Regions from separate parts of the Danio rerio genome. Here region 1 is linked to region 2. Evidence: chromatin contacts called from public Micro-C data. All regions are on one chromosome and are shown on one strand. The core of a region is the stretch at or near the end of the contact, and the rest is flanking DNA. Distances in the headings are between cores, read along the strand shown. Region 1 holds the start of ezra (ezrin a). Region 2 overlaps znf106a (zinc finger protein 106a).

The links. Hi-C and Micro-C count contacts between places; a contact is called where the count stands out from the background.
Region 1: a contact with region 2 is called in a Micro-C map of caudal fin, with 3 times the contacts expected there. The contact joins the promoter of ezra here to the enhancer-like site in region 2. A contact is called at or near these places in 2 of 18 Hi-C or Micro-C datasets (caudal fin and hematopoietic stem cells).

What each region holds. Positions count from the first base shown.
Region 1 is chr17:50,402,955-50,408,930 of GRCz12tu, forward strand. ezra (ezrin a) reads left to right here and starts at 2,151. Exons shown (of 13, transcript NM_001020490.1): 1 at 2,151-2,248. The coding sequence starts at 2,237.
Region 2 is chr17:50,360,052-50,365,877 of GRCz12tu, forward strand. znf106a (zinc finger protein 106a) reads right to left here. Exons shown (of 22, transcript XM_003200378.6): 2 at 896-996; 3 at 696-757. The coding sequence starts at 949. Among named protein-coding and RNA genes, the nearest start is that of znf106a, 6.4 kb to the right of the region's middle. Within about 2 kb of position 3,625, at least 10 of the 62 cell types and tissues checked have an H3K27ac peak or open chromatin away from gene starts, as enhancers often do. A contact at or near this core is called in caudal fin, where this site is marked.

The DNA of each region.
Region 1 (5,976 bases), core at 901-3,400, 41 kb after region 2:
GTTAACCTAAGTAACCTAGTTAAGCCTTTAAATTTTACTTTAAGCTGTATAGAAGTGTCTTGAAAAATATCTAGTAAAATATTATTTACTGTCATCATGGCAAAGATAAAATAAATCAGTTATTAGAGATGAGTTATTAAAACTATTATCTGTATACAGTCGAAGTCAGAATTTTTAGCCCCCTGAATTATTAGCCCTCTTGTTTATTTTTCCCCAATTTATGTATATATATATCAGACTGTTTCAAACCAATAAAACTCCTGAGTTTGTGTATTTTTTTAACAAACTGAATCATAAGAACGATTTTGACATTGTAAGGTTTGCAACATGATATGATCTCTCAAACATGTAGACGACCTTTTCTTCCCATACTGTCACTGCTAATAGGTCGTGACACGCATTGAGAACTAATAGCCCTACATTAGATTACTAAATGTCAAACCAAGTACCAAGCACCAACAAATAATGTTGGAAATTTCCCCAGAAAGTCTTTGCAAATACTTTTAACCTACTTCAGATTTTTTTTAATAAGCATGCAAAGCTTTATTGATAAGCCAAGTGGCATCTGCAAACATTAATTAATTAATTAATTAATTCATTCATTCATTTTCTTTTCAGCTTATTCCCTTTATTATTCTGGGGTTGCCACAGCGGAATGAACCACAAACTTATCCAGAGTATGTTTTACACAGCAGATGCCCTTCCAGCTGCAACCCATCACAGATAAATACCCATACACTCTCATTCACACACATACACTACAGACATTTTAGCTTACCCAGTTCACCTACACCACATGTCTTTGGACTTGTGGGGGAAACCAGTGCTGAATTTAAACAAACAAATTCAATGTAGTTATGTACGGCTTAAAATGTTTGTTTAAATTGAGTTTATAAAAATTGTTTGTAACCACTTACCTTTAGTAAATAAAATAAATAATTGTTTTCAATTTAAGGTGTCTGTGAAGACATCCTAAACAATCATTATTTTGTACATGCAGCTCAACAAAAAAAAAAACCTTCTAAATGACTCTACTTTTTATTTTACAATTTGGAGAAATGTTATTAGAGCTTTATAGATAGAACAAATTTAAACAAATTGCATTGTTTTTAAAAATGTACTTAAAATTCTTCTTTATTGAAAATAATGCGGCGACGCAGTGACGCAGTAGGTAGTGCTGTGTTGCCTCACAGCAAGAAGGTCGCTGGGTCGAGCCTCGGCTGGGTCAGTTGGCATTTCTGTGAGGAGTTTGCATGTTCTCCCTGCGTTCACGTGGGTTTCCTCCGGGTGCTGCGGTTTCTCCCACAAGTCCAAAGGCATGTGGTACAGGTGAATTGGGTAAGCTAAATTATCTGTAGTGTATGTCTGGGAATAATTGTGAATGGATGTTGCCCAGTGATGGGTTGCAGCTGTTCAAGTTGGCGGTTCATTCCGCTGTGGCGACCCCAGATTAATAAAGAGACTAAGCCGAAAAGAAAATGAATGGATAAAAACAACACACACACACACACACACACACACACACACACACACACACACACACACACACACACACGCCCACAAATAATAAGTAGATTAAAAGTATATATTTAGGAATTTAAGAAATAAATTATTGATGGAACATATTTTAAAATAAGACTAAAATAAACAATCCAATAGGCAAAATAAATGTTTAAAGTTTCACAATATGAAAAGTCAATTTTACGCATCATGTGTTTCACTTTATTTTTTTTTAGCCTCTCTGAAGTGAATATAGTACATCCTAACTGCTCAGATATTGCACTAGATTATCAGTTTTAACCGCACCCATGTTTTCTCCGCCCAGTGTGAACGGACTAATGTTGTAATAATGTGACAGTGAGCAGTTAAAAACGCTCCTATGATGATTACCTATGCCACAGCAGGACAAGAACCATTCCATTCAAAGCAACGGGAACGTGAACGCGCTCCGATTGCGTCGCGTCGCCGTGAGGAGCGCGAGCCCGCGAGCAAAGGTCGAGTTTACGGCGCAGGTGCGCGGTTTAGCAGAGACCCGCTGGCACTCTTTAACTCGACCTGTCTAACTAACTTATCGTAGCTATCACTGGGGCGAGGCTTTGACACCATCTATCGAAAATGAGTCAGAAATGAGTATCTAGCGTCCAGTGTTCAGATCGGCGTTCAACACACAGCCTGTTAAAGGTCCCGCGCGCGTCTCAGGTTTCTGTCTTCAGCGGCTCCCCTTAAAAGACTCACAATGCCGAAGCCTGTAAGTACTTCTGCTTTTATTTTTTTACACGTAAAAACCAGATAACAGTGTCACAAGTGGCGACCGGCATATCAATAAACTACTTTACATAACAATTTTGTGTATCAGATATCTTATTACAGCAGCCATGTCTATTATACCTTACTAACATGTCAATTGTTTGCTTGTCCTTTGAATAGTACGTTGAAGTTGGTCGTTTTGTTTGTCAGTTAAAACAACAGACCTCTAAATGTCATTGTTTTCATTAATTAATGTTACTTTGAAACTGAAATTTATATACATTACTTAATTTTGTCTGTCACAAAGACCTACTTAAATCTACCTATTAATAACTATTAATAAACAGCAAATTAGAAGTTCATTGATTCAAATAGTTAATGGTTTATTAAAAGCGATAAAATAAAGTGTGACCGGATATTTATTACAATACATCTAAAAATTGCTTCCATGGTGAATATTTTGCTACCATTTACAATATCCATGATGGTGAAGAAAATCTGGATAAATCAGCATTTATTATATTACTTCCTCACAATTCTGGATTATGTTGAGTCAAAAGTGTTTAATTAATCAATATAATGTGTTTAAATCTTATTGTTTAATGGTCATATTGGATCTTCATTATTATGCCTATATCCTAAAATTATTTTCCAAAAGGTGTAGCGATTACCTGAACCCTCAGGAAGACTTTTAATTCGCTGGTTAACATTCTTGAGTAAGATGAGTTTTTACACATTAACTAGACTTAGACAATGACGGCGAGTTCACACTGTGTTCATGGGTGCAGAATGCAGGACAGGTAAAAGATTAGCCAAATGCACATTGTGCTGCAGTGAACATACTTTCGACTTTAGTGTGTGAGGTGAATAGCAGGATGTGATGTCACATTAATTATTGCCCTTAACATTCAAAAGAGGTTACTGGAAAACCAGTTTATTCATTAGGAGTTTTTTTCCCCTTCATTATATGAGATTTTCTAGTGGCATATGTTGATTCATACTGCATACCTCATGAACTTTGGATGTTGTAAAATGCATATATTTCACCATACCTTTATGCAGAAGATTTTAAAACTGTAATATTATATGTTATCATCAGCATCCATTAAAAGTATCTGAAAGAAATATCATTTCCAGCTTTGTCCTGCACTGAAAAAAGTGTTGCATGCAGAAGTGTTGCGAACAATTTATTTGTGTTGAATTTAAACAAACAAATTAAATTTAATAATGTTTAACTTAATTTGTTTGTTTAAATTCAGCCCAAATAAATTGTTTACAGCCACTTAACGTAAAAAATTGAGTAAATCCAATCCAAGGAATCATCTTTGAATAATTTTTTTTTCAGTGTATAATACACTGAAAAAAAATATTCGAAGATGATTCTTTGGATTTGCTAAATTTTTCATGTTAAGTGGTTGTAAACAATTATCAAGCACAAAAAAAGTTAATTATAACATGGAATAACAACAAACAGTGCTGTACTTCAATTAAAATTGAATGTCCTTTAAATTTATTTGTAACAATGTATTTTTCTGTCCAGGATCATGCATAAATGTCAGTTGTATTTTAATTGTGAAGTTTGCACTTGTAATTTCAAAAACAAAATAAAAAAAAAAACTAAATAAACAGAAAATAAGGTGATTCAAAATGGTTAAAAGCTAAAAAAAAGTATAGATTAAAAATCTAAACATTTGTTTTACAAAAAATGAACATTTACACGAAAATTATGTACTTAAAACAGAAAAACAAAAAAACAAAACAGTTTAACAAAAAAACAAAAAACAGTTTTGTGCACAGATGACAGTTACAACAACACAAACTTTGAAGTGGATTTATGAAAACACAGAATTGTGCATAAAATGCCAGTAATTGGGAATGTCATTGACTGAACTTGTAATCTGATTTCCAAAATGTGCACTTTGAAACCTCTATTTGTAAAAATGTGCATTTTTAGCCCCCTAAAATCAAACTTGAAATAAACAAAAAACTATGAAATAAACAAAAATAAATGTATAAAAGTTTTCAGTTTTAGTCAGAAAGGGTGTTGTGTAAACCTTTTCCATTCGTTGAATTACCCAAATACATTAATTAAAGGGTTAGTTCACCCAAAAATGAAAATCTGTCATTAATTCACCCTTGATTTGTTACAAAGTTGTGTTTTTCTTCTGTTGAACACAAAAGAAGATACACTGTAACAAATAATTATTTACTTTACCTAAAAAAGTGTGTAAATCTGTGTAAATCTAGAAGTGACAAACTGACTTAGAAATATGAGTAAACTCATCGTAACCTGTACTATAAAGTTGGTTTAAGTTACGTTTTATAATCGTTTTTAATCATTTACTTAAAATATTTTAAGGCAACGGGTTTACCTACTTTTTAAATAAAGTCAACTAATTGTTTTTACAGTGAATTCTGAAGAATGCTGGAAATTGATAACCATTGACTTCATTCATTCATTCATTTTCCTTTGGCTTAGTCCCTTTATTCATCAGGGGTCGCCACTGAGGAATGAACTGCCAACATATTCAGCATATGTTTTATATAGCAGATGCTCTTCCAGCAACAGCCCAGTATTTGAAAACATGACTTCCATATAGATTTAAAAAAATTTATTGTAATTTTTTTATTGTAATTTTTTTGTACATTTTTCAGTGAAGTCTTCCTTTAACTATTAGACCTGAAGCTCATTTAAGCCTAAGAAAGAGTTTTTGAGTGGAGCGCAAACACTTATCTGTGACTTGAGGAGCGTGAATTAGCACCGTCCTGTGAGAAACTCTGAACTTCCAGGCAAATGAGACATGTCTTTTTAGCAGTCCTGCGGTGTTATTACGTGCTCCAAGTCTTTCTTCCGGATGGATAAAATGTGCAGCTCTGGTAGTTGCTCATGGAGACGGCGACTGCTGGATTAACCATGCCGTCCGTTCCCATTGTTTGGACAAATCCGTCCGAGAAGACAAGCTTTGAAGATTAGAGATTATATGTGACATGCTGGCTTTGAGTTTATTATAATTTTTTATTTAATTTGGATAAAAACAGACTAAAGTTGCAAGTAATAAGCAGCTTGTTACTGACAAGGTTTAAGAAATCAGATACAGTTAAAGGCAATTTTTTTCAAATACTTTTCAAAGTGATAATTAACAGAAAGTACATTTTCTATTGTATTTTTCTTGTGGCGAAACTCTTATTTCTTTTAGTTTAGTTGGAATAAAAGTTACTTTTTACCTTAGGATCAAAATTATTAGAAACCATTTTTTTTATTGTTTCCTAGTACTGGGTTACAGCTGGAAGGGCATCCACTGCGTTAAACATATGCTAGAATAGTCGATGGTATTCCGCTGTGGCGACCCCTAATGAATAAGGACTAAGCTGAAGGAAAATTAATGAATGAATGTTTTCGATTGACTATGAAAAAAGCCACTGCTAATTTACCTAACTTTCCTAATTAACATGAATAAACTAGTTAATAATAATTTAAATTGCGCACCAATATCTTGCAAAATAACTAGTGAAATGTTATGTACTGTCATCATAGGAAAAACGTTATTAAATTATTTTTAAAAATATTATATTTAAAAATGTTTTGAAAAAAATACTCCGCATTAAACAGCATTTGGGAAATATTTGAAGAAGAATTAAAATGACACTTTAGCCTTTGACTGTATGTGCTAATATAATATTGTAGGTGTGGAATAGTTCTCATATAGATGCCATAATGTGACAGCAGTG
Region 2 (5,826 bases), core at 2,375-4,874:
TTTGGGGTAGAAAGGAGGACCTACTACTTCCGCTGAGATTCTGAAATTCAACTACACTTTACAATACTGTGAGCCCACGGTTGAAACTTCATTTGAGTGATGTTTTGCAACTAATGCAGGTAGGTAATGTGATGGGGGATGAAGTACATCCAAATTCATAAAACTCATATTTCTACTACTTAAAAGAACATACCAATTAAAAAGCTGTGAAAACAGTTGATGTGATTTTGAAGACCTTAATCAGAGTGTTTTACTCAAATTGGAGCTAATCTGTGCAAGACAGAGTTCCTCTACAATCAAGTTTGTGAACTCCAGCTCGAAACTAAGTTAAATTGATTTTATAAAGAGCATGAGGTGCAATTATCTAAAACATAGCAAACCTCTACAAGTTGGTGTTTATGTGTTTTGCACTTCAGATTTCAGTACCCTCCTCATTTAAAAATGTCATTCTCACTTTTCACATTCCAGAGATGCACATAATAGTCACATGAGGCAGTTGTCATTTGTCAGTCCTGCCAGTTGTTTCTAATGTACCTATATATACTTCTGGGTTAAGGCAGCTGCCTCGGCTTATCTCTCCACTGACTAAAGAAGACACGTGCCTTATAGTGCACATGCTTTTCATTAGTGCCAAAAACCATATTGAGGTTTTTCCATGCACAGACTTAACATTAGTGTGTTTCAATTCCTCTTACCGGCCTTTCAGATTCTCCAGCTCTCGGTGGTGCAACATACTTCTCATGTGCTCTTCCATCTCCTAAAAAAATAGGACATGGCATATGCACAAGTCAAACAGGTTTGTACAATACAAGAGCAACTAAATTGCAGATTTCCACACAGCTATCACATTCTATCAGAACTGGGAAAAGGTGTATGCTTAAATCACAGAGTTTACCTGTTTGGAGTTGTAGACGGTTTCACAAAGAATGCATTTTAGTTCTTTAACCATCTTGAAAGATGTTACTCTGTCTCAGGCCAGCTTAAATCAACAGGATTCTGCATAGAAAAAAAAGAAAACAATCACATTATGCAACTTAAAATCCAAAACATTAACAAAGTGCTTGCCAAACATTTTTTTTCATTAAAATAGATTTTCTGTGAAATCAAACCTGCAACCTTTGGGTTACAAGTTTGACTCTCTAACCATCAAACCTCCTAAAACACAATTCTGAGACAATAACATAACTTTAGATTTACAAGGCAATCTATAATGAGCTAAAATAAGCTGTTTCTGTAAATGCACTCCAAATAACTGTGAAACTGAATAATTGATAGATAACAACACATCTGTACATAAAAAAATCATTTACACTGAGGTATTTACACTGGAAAATCACATGGAAATCAAATAAAATTGAACGTTTATGTTGTGTGTGTGAAGAGAATACTAGAAAAAATATGACAGATTGACTAAAGAGACTTCAAATAAACAATATCTGACATATTGCTTGTTGACTTTGGCCATACATTGGAAATGCTTCCAATTTAAAAGTGATACTCCATACAAACTTCAACATAATCCATCTCAAAGTGCATTTAAGGCAAGTAATTTCACTTGGTGGCCATGTTTGAAACAGCAAATTCCCCAAAATTGGTTACCAAGCTTATAATCAAATTTCATATTAGGAATCAACAATAAAATATAACAACAACTGTGTCTTTAGTTTAATTTCTAAATGTTTCAGTGAGTCAACCAAAATTTGCAGAAATTCAAATCAGTTCACACTAGTCTGAGCCCCTTGAGAATCGTCAGTCTATATCAGGGGTGTCCAAACTCGGTCCTGGAGGGCTGGTGTCTTGGAGAGTTTAGCTCCAACCTTAATCAAACACACCTGAACCAGCTAATCAAGGTCTGACTATATACTAGATCAATTCATTTCAATTCAGCTTTATTTGTATAGCGCTTTTACAATGTAGATTGTGTCAAAGCAGCTTCACATAAATGTTCATAGTAACTGGAACAGTGTAGTTCAGTTTTTAGAGTTTAAGTTCAGTTCAGTTCAGTTTAGCTCAGTTCAGTGTAATTTAAAATCATTACTGAGAGTTCAAACACTGAAGAGCAAATTCATCGAAGCGTAGATCTACCAATCCTGAACCATGCGAGCCAGAGGCAACAGCGGAGAGGGAAAAAAAAACTTCACCTGATAGGAGATCAGGGATGTCAAACTCAATTGCTGGAGGGTTGTAGCCCTGCAGTTTAGTTCCAACCCTGCTCCAACACACTTACCTGTAGGTTTCAAACAAGCCTGAAGGACTCAATTAGTTTGATCAGGTGTGTTTAGTTAGGGTTGGAACTAAACTGTGCAGAGCTGCGGCCCTCCAGGAATTGAGTTTGACATCCCTGTACCAGATAGCTTCCCGGCATTTAAGCAAGTGCGTTTAAGCAAGTTGGAGCTAAACTCAGTAGGACACCGGCCCTCCTGGACTGAGTTTGGACACTCCTGGTCTATATATCAATCGCTGATTGGCTCCTGTACTAGAATGTGGGGCTTCCTTCACCATACTAACCGTTACACTATTCTCCATTCAAAACTATCCAAGTGACACGTCTTGTGTATTCTATAGTCTTTGTCCATCTCTGCAAATCTACACAACGTAAGTGGATGAGACAGTAAAATAAAATATCTATATTAGATAGACATCACACTATTGAGCCTTGCGATTCTCCTCCCCGTTCCTGTTGCAGCAGCAACCTGCTTGTGAAAAATACACACTTAAGCCCCTTTACACTAACACGTCTTAATTGTGAAATGGCATTTTAGAACGAAAACAATTCACGTCCACATTGGTGTGTCTATCACGTAACGTGTCAGTGTCAGTACACTGCCTCAATCTTTCACTTTTACGCTTGTACTTTTAATATTTTTAACGAAAACCTCAAAATTGTTGGTTGGTTGTGCACCTTTTTTACCAGCCAATGCCATTATAACACCATTGACGACGCCATTACAATGACACAGATCACTCTGCCTATTCATGCCAGAGTTCTGCTGAAAAAGTGATTAATGGTAATTTGTGTGCAACTTATCTTTATTTATTCATGATTTGGTTATGGGTAAAACAAAGATTAAGCGGGTCAGGTAGTTGAAAGGGTTATCTACAAATAATTTAAGAATTATTATTAATTTAAAATGATTATTAATTATTGATAATTTAAAAATATTAATATAAATTATTTATGAATTAATTATTCATACTTAATTCACCGCCGCTTACATCAATAATGCCATCATCCATCGCAATGTTTCACATAAGACATCATATGATGCCAAATTGGTCAACATCGCCCAACCCTAATATATATAAAAAAGGAGATTGAAAAAGCTTTTTGCTAGATGCTCATCTGAATACGCAACACTGGTTATAATGTAGCCAGCGACAGCATTCAGAGTCAGCCATGCACATAGTTCAAAGATGACTGATCTTGTTCATTTCATACTGGAGAGGCTCATATGCAAAGGTACTGCCAAATCTTACATTAGACAGTGTGGCATCAGCAATGTATGTAGCTGGACAAACTCCATCCGGAAAAATAAGAGGGTCACAGTGTTTCAGGGTCAGTGTTTCTGGCTCCGGCACAAGATGCCAGAGGACATAAACCAGGAACAGCTCTCAGGTCAGGAGACTAAATGCAGCATGCTGAAAGTGTAGCACAGAAGCTAACCGCAAACCCCCTGCAGGCCAGGGTCAAGTCTAGACATGTTCAACTTCAAACGCCATTTGGAAAAACATTGCACCAACACTGTTCTTACAGTTTGAGGAGCCATTGGACAGCGATTACATTTAAAAGCTCTGTTTAAAGGGAAATGGAATGAAAATGAAAGGTTTGGAAACGTGTTTTTTAAACAGCATGTCATACCAATGATTCTTGAGACATGAGACAAAAGAGGGTGCTAAATTGCAATAACTTTTACAGAGATATAATAAACTACATTTTTGCATCCTGCAATCACGTATTGTCAACATTTTCAGACAGTAAATAACAATTAAAATATTTTAAAACACATTCTTATGTTAGCTGACATTTACATTTTTACATCTGACTAACAAGATTTCAACAACAAAAAAACAGCAAAGTATTGGAGAGAGTTTTGCTGGAGAAATATTATTTGTTGGAGCAATTGCGGATCACAGGACACTAACCATTTGCACATATTTTGGGGAAGTTTTCTGAAAGCGATACATAGATAGCATTTTAGAAATTATCTTAAATACTTCAATTGATCGTATTTACACTGTCGATGGAAGAAAAAAACAATATATGTATTGTCATATATATGTATTGTCATCCTTGCTTGAAATAAAAGCGCCATTACTAGATGCTGGTGTAAACCTAATCCACCACAAATGCTAGATTTGATTGATGTTTTGAAAAAATGTTTTCATTATGGAGAAAATTACCTATTGTGTGCATAAGCAAAAAGATACTTTTGTTGACTTTGGTTTAACCTTCCTGTCGTGATTAAAAGTGATGATCAGCCCTTTCGTTGAATTTTGAGTGTTTTAATCAACCTTGTTACACCTGTGGTGTTCCCAGTCAAAAGTGACCGCCAATGAATGGGTATCCAGCCTATTCATTCATCAGACAGAAAACATCCCCAGACACCCTACCCCAACTCACTCACTCACTTCAGACTGAATAATGTCTTTTGCAGGTACACATCCTCCAGCCTGACATCACAAGGAAACGTTATTATTTTACGTTTTGTCAGTGTGTAAGCGAGGCGCATGACTAACGCGCTTTGCGTTGGGCCAAGCTGAAACTAGCTAACAACAATTGCGTCGCACCTTGCGCCGGGTGTGTGATGAGGCCCAAGGACAGTGTCATTGATTGGGCCTATTTGTGCTGTTAACAACAGCTGTAATAAAGTTTGGATGTGAGAAGCTTCACTTGGAGTCCACCATAATAATATTAACCAATGCTGTGCAATTAATTGAAATTTAGTTTCCAATAAAAAGGATAAAACGGTTAAACTAGTGACGTGCCTCTCTAAATTTTTCTACATTCATACCTCCTCAGAGCCAGATTGCAGTAAAATCATGTTAATTGATTTTTACAGCATGAAACATGTTTCCTTAAGCCTAGTTCACACTACAGGATTTTAAACATCAGCAGATCGCTGTGCCGTTCACACTACATGACTTGACTTTGTGTCTTTTAATCTCTGAGGTGTTCACACTACGCAACACTCCGTGAACGATCCACAAGAGGGGGGTCACACACTACATGATCTGACAACAACTCATTCCCCATCAGCTCATTCAAGCTACCAAACCACAGCCAATGAAATTTTGAGGGCGGAGTCGTCAGAAAAAGCTAAACACTATTGGCTGCTTGTGTGCAGATTACATCACAGACAGCGTTTCAAGCTTTGGAGAAAGCATTTATAAACATTGTCAAATCAGCTGATTTATCAGCGGATTAATCACTCATCTGCAGGTTCCAGTGGATAGATACACAGAGAGTTTTTAATTTTTGTAATTTTATAACTCTTTGAAATAAAACTAACATATTTATAACACCCTGCCGTTTTCTAACTATCAGTGTATTTCTTTCTGACAATAAATTTCTTTTTATTACAAAACAGTACAGTACTGAGCATTTCTGCCTTAAATTACCATATTGGTCAAAATGACTGCATGCATGTCTGATACTTTTCACTTTGACTTTAAATATGTGTGCATTTTCTTGCCTGGCAACTTCCTGCTAACATAAACAAAACTTTCTGATGGCAAAAACATCAATTTACTTTAGATATCTTTCAAAACAGCATATTCTGTGCCGAATAGCTCCTGTTTGAAAGTGAAAATGAAAGCCAAGACCTT